Regions from separate parts of the Dromaius novaehollandiae genome. Here region 2 is linked to region 1. Evidence: chromatin contacts called from public Hi-C data. All regions are on one chromosome and are shown on one strand. The core of a region is the stretch at or near the end of the contact, and the rest is flanking DNA. Distances in the headings are between cores, read along the strand shown. Region 1 holds the start of CORIN (corin, serine peptidase). Region 2 overlaps CORIN (corin, serine peptidase).

What was found. A called contact is a pair of places that touch in the nucleus more often than the background predicts.
Region 2: a contact with region 1 is called in a Hi-C map of liver, with 2.7 times the contacts expected there. The contact joins the enhancer-like site here to the promoter of CORIN in region 1. A contact is called at or near these places in 2 of 4 Hi-C or Micro-C datasets (brain and liver).

Annotation. Positions count from the first base shown.
Region 1 is chr4:59,747,154-59,751,213 of bDroNov1.hap1, forward strand. It overlaps CORIN (corin, serine peptidase), which reads left to right and starts at 1,887. Exons shown (of 22, transcript XM_026093564.2): 1 at 1,887-2,004. The coding sequence starts at 1,930.
Region 2 is chr4:59,890,220-59,893,742 of bDroNov1.hap1, forward strand. CORIN (corin, serine peptidase) reads left to right here. Exons shown (of 22, transcript XM_026093564.2): 22 at 1-1,644. It also overlaps a transcript of ATP10D not described here. Among named protein-coding and RNA genes, the nearest start is that of ATP10D, 58 kb to the right of the region's middle. Within about 2 kb of position 1,847, at least 2 of the 2 cell types and tissues checked have open chromatin away from gene starts, as enhancers often do.

The DNA of each region.
Region 1 (4,060 bases), core at 637-3,136:
CAGTGCCATAACCCCCCCCCCACCACCACCACTTTCAGAGGGAACTTTGGGTGAAAAGAATGCAGAATTGGATTATTTTGAGCAGAAGTGTTTATGTGCAGTGGCACTTCAGAAGAGCAGACTGCCCAATCCATGCCCTATGAAGTTTACATGCAAACTAGAAGTGACGTGACCTAAATCCAAAGGTATGGTAACACAGGCATCTGGAGAAGCTGGCAAAAAAAATAGGAAGTTTGTTTTACAGGTTAATATGTGCATTGTGTATGTATATAAACATGTATAATATATAAATGTGTGTCTATATATAAGGGGCAACATCTTGAATAAGAGACAGAGCAGTAACCAGTGATTGAAGCCCGGTTTGTGCCTAGAGGCTGTATTCATGTCTAGCTAATTTTTATTATGAGCCTATTTGGGGGCATTTTCTGCTTTAAGTTTTTAATGATAGTATTTCAGTAGCACTAACACATGCAACAAATAAAAAGCGGACACGTTTGTACTTGCAAAGCAGAAGCTCAGACCCCGGGCCTAGAAACGGGTAACAGTGATGGCGAGCTGTGGCTGCGGCAAGGGTCCTGCACGGTTTCTGCTCTGCTAGTGCCTTCTCCTATGCGTCACCTGTGCTCTCCTCTGGGCGCGTTGATCATTTTTGGATTGCGCTTGTGATCTCAGTTACGTAGGTGGGTCCTGGCTTCAGCTCACTGAAGTCTGGGTGTCTTCAGTGGCTCCGTAGACGTGGATCCATATACAGGGGGGGGCTTAATGCATCCACGTGCACGTTTTGGAAGCTGCTGTCCAGGAGGGAAGAAGAGAGGGCACTTGTCCATCTGGCAGTCGAGGAAGGAGCTCGTGAACCGTCCCCAGCGCCGGCGCCTGTCCCCCGCACCTCTCCGGTGCCGACGGCAGCGCCTGGCGCGACTTTCGACGGCGGGCGAGGGCATCGCCAGCCTGCTCCTTGGGGCACCAGTACTGATGTTCAGGGTCTCCTGCCAGCCTCCCCCGCCTGGCACCGCGGCGGGGAGCGTAGATGGCGCCGCCGCCGCCCTGCTGCGAGGCTCCCGTCGCGCCCCGGTGGCTGCGCGGCAGAGCCGGCGCCGCGGCCCAGGAGGCGGGGGGCGGCGGCTCTCGGCGCTTCGCCGGACCCAGCACGGCTTGGCCGCAAGCGAGCCGTTGCGCTAGGGCGAAAAGCGCTGCGATCCTGTAGGCAGGAAAATTCCCATCTCGGGCGTGAAACTAAGGCTGTTGCATGACCGAAATGCAAAATAAAGAGCAGCCGGAGGCCGGGCGGGCCCCCCGTCGCCCGGAGGAGCCCCGTGCCGGGGCAGGGCGGGCGCGCATGGCCGGGGGGCCTCGGCCGGGCTCGCTGCCCCTTTGAACTCCGCGCCGCGGCGGGCCGGGCGCCCCGTGGGGCTGCGCAGCAGCGGCGCCGCGGGGCGCTTCGGCCGCAAGCGCGTCCGCCCGGCCCGGGGGCGCTCGGGGGGCGGCAAGGTAAGGGGTGCGCGGGCGGGCGGTGAGCGCCGCCGGCTTCTACCTGCCCTCTCCCCCGGCTCGGGCTTGTCCTGCAACGCGGAGCCCTCCGCGGCGTGACAGCGCGCTAAAGCGTCACTCACCGCGGGGGCGCAGGCTGTGCCCCCCTGCCCGCCCTGGGGGGCGGCGGGGGTGCGACGCTAGCAAGCGGTCTGTCTCTCGGCTCATCCCCGAGGGATGGAGCCTTTGTGTGCGAAAGGGGTGGGGATGTGGCTGTCTTCTGGCGGAGGTTTATTATTATTGGGTGGAGGACGGGGGGGGGAGTCTGCCGAGCAGACAAAATGCGGACCCCCCCGCCCCGAGCCCGGCACTTGTGTCTGTGCGGGAGGCGGGCGGCCGCGGCTCGCCAGTGGGGAAGGGGGGGCGGCGAAAGTGGAGAGGCTCGAGCCGCGCGGCCGGAGCATGCTCTCCATGCAACAGTTCCCTGCGCTGCCCGCGGAGGAGGAGCGCTACCGGCAGGTCCTCTCCGCCGGCCGGGTAAGGCGAGAGCCCCGCGGTGCTGCTCCGCGCGGGGGGCCGCGGCTGCGCGGGGGGTGGGAGACTCCCGCGGCGGCGACCCCTGCGCGCAGCCTGCGCTGGCCCCCGCCCGCCCCCCACCGCGGCATCCCGGCGGCAGGTTGCTCGGGGCAGCGGGGAAGGCGCAAACTCCGCTCCCCGCGGCTGGCAGGGAGGCTGCGCCGGGAGCGGGCACGGCCGGGGGCAGGTGCCCGTCGGAGCCCAGCCCGCCACCGGCAGCGCGGCGGTGTCTGAGCCCCGCTGGCGCGGCCGAGTTCAGCGGCCGGGGTAGGTGAGTCGCGGTGAGCGATCAGTCCTCATCGGCGTTTTGCGGAGACCTCGGCGGCGCCTTCCCCGCGCTCCTGTCGCGAAGTCAGCGGGGGAGGCAAACGGGGCTGATGCGCCTGCGGATCCCTCGGGCTGCTGGAGCGGGCGGGGAGAAGCAGCGCCGGGTCCGGAGGCAACAGGTCCGCGCGGCGGCCGCCCCGGGCGGCGTTTGCGGGAGGAAAGTTCGGGTTGGACCCCCAGAAGGGCGCCCGCGGCCGCGCTGCCCCCCTCCCCCGGCGCCTCCCCGGTGCCCTGCGCGCCGGTACAAAAGCATTTTTAAAGTTTGTAAATACGGCAGTGCATTTTGGTAGTATCTGTTCTTTGCTTGATTCAAAATGCAGAGTCCTTGGAGGTATTTCATGGCGGGCAATTAATTAATTAACCTTTATTTTAAATTATCAGCAGTCTGGCTGAGGTGGTGAAACTCTGAAATGAAATCAAATATCTATCTACTACTGATGCATTCATGGGGTCTCTTGGGAAGGTTTAGCTTTCAGCGGTCAAACTATGGAAATAGATTTTTCTAAATGGCCACTTACACCCTTCCTGTGTTCTTACAAGATGAACCAGACAGCAGTATTAAATTGTAATTCTTTAGTTTTGTTTTTGTGCTATATTCAGGTCTCTGTGTTATAAGCCTCTTAGGTACCGTGATTCATGCAGCATAGACAATAATGTTGTATGAATGCATCACTGAGGTAGTACAAACAACCACAAAAAGGTAATACGAGGAACTATAGAACCTTATACATCTCCGTAGAAGTTGGTGGCATCTCCTGAATGTATTGGGCTTCTAAGTTTTGTAGGAATTTGCGAACTCCTCTGGGGGACAGGAATCCCAAACAATGTCCAAAACTTTGTATAGAAAAGAAATGTACCTTACTATTTTTCCTTCTTTAATCAGCCATTTATAAGGGTCACTCCAACAGCCAAGCTGCTCTTCCTGTGAGCCCGGCCCTTCGACCTTTATATGTAATGTTTATTCAGGTAAGCTTTTTTAGCGAAGCCAACAGAACTCATTTTCTGGAGCAGGCTCTTGGGGTGATAAGAAAGCCAAGCAGCACAGTTCACTTCTCCAGATTAGAGGAGTCCGCTTGTGCTCTGTTAGTATCTGATAGGACCATTAGGACAAAATGTTGTTTTCCCTTCATCTTTTGGAGCCTGGGACTATGAAGGACTGAAGAAAGCATTCGCTTCCTCTCCAAAAGTCTTTGCTGGCACTGCACTGTGTGCCTGTGTAGACAGAGTGTGTAGTGAATCAAAAGCGTAAGCTGGTTTGAAATGTGGCAGGATTGGAGGTGCTCTGTAAGTATAAAATGTGCAATGCACACAGGGCAATTCAGTATGTCTGTATTATTGTTTAGATGATAATTATATATTAGATGGTGTCTGCAGATGTGAATGGAAGCCATGACTGTAAATAGTGCCAGTAATGACTTAAAAATGCAGGCTTACTTGACTATAGGAGGTTCATTGCTTTTGCTAAGATGATATACATGTTTAAGGCTTACCACTCCGCTCCCTTGAGGAACATTACTGTCCTGAAGTTGTACTGAATCCACATATTGCCAAACGCCTAACTTCTTGTCATGACTTCCATGGCCAAGAGAGGAGTGCCTTCAGAGGCTGATGTGGATACACACCCGGACAGAGCTCTCCCTCACTAGAAAGGCAGCGGTGTTTCCGAAAGAGGGCGGAATCGGGCAAGGGA
Region 2 (3,523 bases), core at 597-3,096, 140 kb after region 1:
GCTTGATAGCCTGATGGACAAGGCAGAGTGCTTTGTGCAGTGGATAAAAGGCTAAGCCTTGACTCCAAGAGAGTCTATAGCTGGAAGAAAAAAAAATCACAGCAGAGCTTGGCATCCCTTTATGGTGCCAGAGGGGAGGCGTTTCTTATTAACTGCTGTAGATGACTTTCGGCACACCTCCCTGTTTTTTTGGGGAACCTGTGTCAGAAAGCTGAGGAGTATAACATGAATTTCGCTGGGGAGCAGAGCATCTCTAACTTGGGTGTTTTCAGTGCCATGCCTAGTATCCTGTGAATCCAGCCTGAGGCGTATAATAAAATTATCCTCTCTGCTACCTCTGGCATGCCCCCATGACACCATGGCAGGGCCTTGTCAATACCATCACTGCCATATGTGGAAACATGCATTAAGACAGCCAACTAATGGATATTTCAGGTACTATTAATCACATTACAACTAATTTACATTGTTCTGACTTAGTGTTTAGTCTTTTAGATTTTAGTGAAAGACTTACCTCTTAATTAATTTCCATATCTTCTCCTTTAACACACCTGATGTTAAACATATTAGTGCCCTACAGAGCATTATTAATAAATATTCAATATTTGTGTTATGGGTTCTGAAACTCTATTTATGTGACTATTGTATCACTGTTTCATACTCGCAAAGAAAACCCAGTGCTTTGCTAGAATTTTTTTTTTTTTTTGTATTAAGGAATTTGTTTTGTCTGTAACATACAAATGTTCTTCTTCTCCCAGCTACAATTGAGAATGCAGCTGTGACCATGTTTTCTTCCAGTGACGGTTATTGATGCCTTTGCCTTAATGTATGGAAACTGCAGCTTTCAGTCCCCCTGTTTAGCTTTGCTCTGGGGCCAGGTTCTCTGCAGGGGTGCCATGGCAGCACTCAGTGTGTGGGAGCTGGTGGCCGAGAGCTACCTGAGAACATGGCCTGGGAGCTGCCCCAGGCCAACCTGCCCCATGGTCCGATGCAGCTGGTGACAGGTAGGAGTGGGGCAAGGTCCATTTTTGGAAGGCCAAGACAAAAAGTTGGTGCTGTGAAACGAACAGCCCAGCCTGACGTCTCTCCACCAAGTGAAGCGGTTAGAGGCTTCAAAAACTTGAAAGCACTGGAGAACACATAATCATTTCATGTAGATATAAGCACTACCAAATGATCAGATGTAAAGTAATTCCACATCTAATAAATTGGGTTTGGCCTGCCACCAGTTTCCAAGCAGTCTCTCCGAAGAACCAAGGGAGAGTGCGCCTTAAAACTATCATCCAGCCCCTGTCTAAGACCAGTTTGAAGAAATTATAGACTAAGCCCCATCCCAAACAGCTTTAGGAGGGAGCAGTAGGATTTTTCCTTTCCCACAGTTTTGTCTGCCACAACATTCCATGTAAAGAGGAAATTTGTAATTTTATAAATGTATTTTTATAGTGCTTTTTTTTCTATATGTGCACATAAAATAGCCTTCCAGTGTACCAGGCCTCTCCCTGTGTGCTGCCATAATGGTTATGGTCAAAATTACAGTTTCTCTTACAAGTGTGCCACAGCTGCAGCTCCAAGTGGAGCTACAATCAAGCAGATGTGTTTCTTTTTAGCTGTACTAATAAAAATTTACAATCATTTTGCAAGTAACTCCTATGTTGATAATGTGTTTTTTATTATTTTTAGAGTTGATGACAATGTGGAGGTGTGAAGAGATTAAGGACAAAGTTATAACTTAAGCAGTCATGCTTAAAAATAGCCTTAAAATGGTATCTGCATATCCTTCTCTAGCTGTTTAAAATACCACGATTGCCCTGTAAGCACTACACCTTTTATGGAGGTTCTGGCACTACAACCACTGTGTAACTTTTAGTTTATTCCACATGTATGCTTCCAGCTGAGAATGTTACCGCTGCCAGCAATTATTCTGGATTGAATTATTTCTGGTATAAATCTGAAAAACAAAAGTGGAAATCAAACTCCTCTGAACATATTTGTTATATGACTTTCCTCAGGACTGCAACTAGTTTAAAATACTGTCTGCTGGTTACTGGTATGCAGCATTTCAACAACACATGCATACGCTGAAATCTGCACCAGCATGCAGAAACTGTTAAAATAGTTAAAATTTGCCTTTTAACTGCAGTCAACTGTCTGTTATTCAGGACCACGCGGGAGGGAGTAGAATAACTGGAATAAAACAGGAACACGTAATACAAAAACATACCGAAATTTAGTTCTGAAAACATCCCTAATACAGTCACCTTCAACCATCCTTTGTCAACTTGTGCTGTGAGCGAAGGTCGGCGTCACCGCCGCAGGCAGCGCCTGCTCTCTGGTACCTGCTCCACGGGCTCGTGCTGCGGCCAGCAGGCCCGAGAGCAAAACCGCAGCCTGGATTAGCCGTTCAGCTCAGTCAGGCCGCGCTCCAGGTACGGACCAGAGCTTGCTCAGCTGGAAAACACTCGTTACATAAAGGCTGTGGCTGACTGCCAGCTGCAAATGTTTAGGGCAGGTGCTGCTGTTAAAAAAGAAAGAAAGAAAAAAAGGTCGTCTTTTCTGTAATCAAATACTGCACATCAAAACATGACTTAAAGTGTTGTAAGTGTAGTTACATATTTTGGGGGGCGGAGGGGAAGGAGGGGAAATCTGATAGCTTTTTCTTTTTTTTCCTTTTCAACTGACAACCAAAATTTTAAATGTTCCACGTGGGATGTTCTTTTGTGACATCTGGAAGACACCTATGAGATGAGCTTGTTTTCAAAATGGAAAAGTCAGGTCATGTCATGCCTAAGTGCCGGGGGGGGGGGGGGGGGGGGGGCGGGGCTGCAGAACCAGCAGAGGCTTGTGACTTCTCTAACACTAAAAAAATAAACATTCAACTGTTGGGAAGCAAAGGGCGAGCTACTCACTCGTACTCTGGAACCACTTCAGGAAGGGCCAATTAACATTTTGAAGCTTTTGTTAAAGAAAGACTCACTACCCTCATTTCCACTTCAGTTAAAAAAATAGCAGCAGATCACAGGAGATAGCCACTGGCTTTTTTTTCCTTCTTCTTCTTCTTTCTGTTGTTTCTCCCCCAAAACCACGACAGATCAGGTTTTGCACAATGGATTTTTTTTTTTTTTTTTTAGCATGCAGACTGCTTGTCAAAGTCTTTTAAAAACATATAATACCTAGGCTATAATGAACGATTTTAAGCAATGCTCACTCTCAGTGAACCAAAACTCCCAAGGGAAAAAGAAAAAAAGAAAAAAAACAAAAAACAAAAAAACAGCAAGTGTGTGTAATTTTGTACTTCAACCGGTACAGAAGTACTTAAAATTAGTGAGACCATCAGTACAGATGCTGTTTTAGAAGTACCTAAATTTCAAGGCAACCCACAGGACTTAGCACATTTTAGACCTAGCTAAAATATTCCTTCATTTAATTTACAAATCAATCTTGAAAGCCTCAACAGCACTAAGCAATGAGTCAGGGCAGGGAGGCAGGCAGGCTTGGAAAGAACCAAGTAGCAGCACTTTAAGTA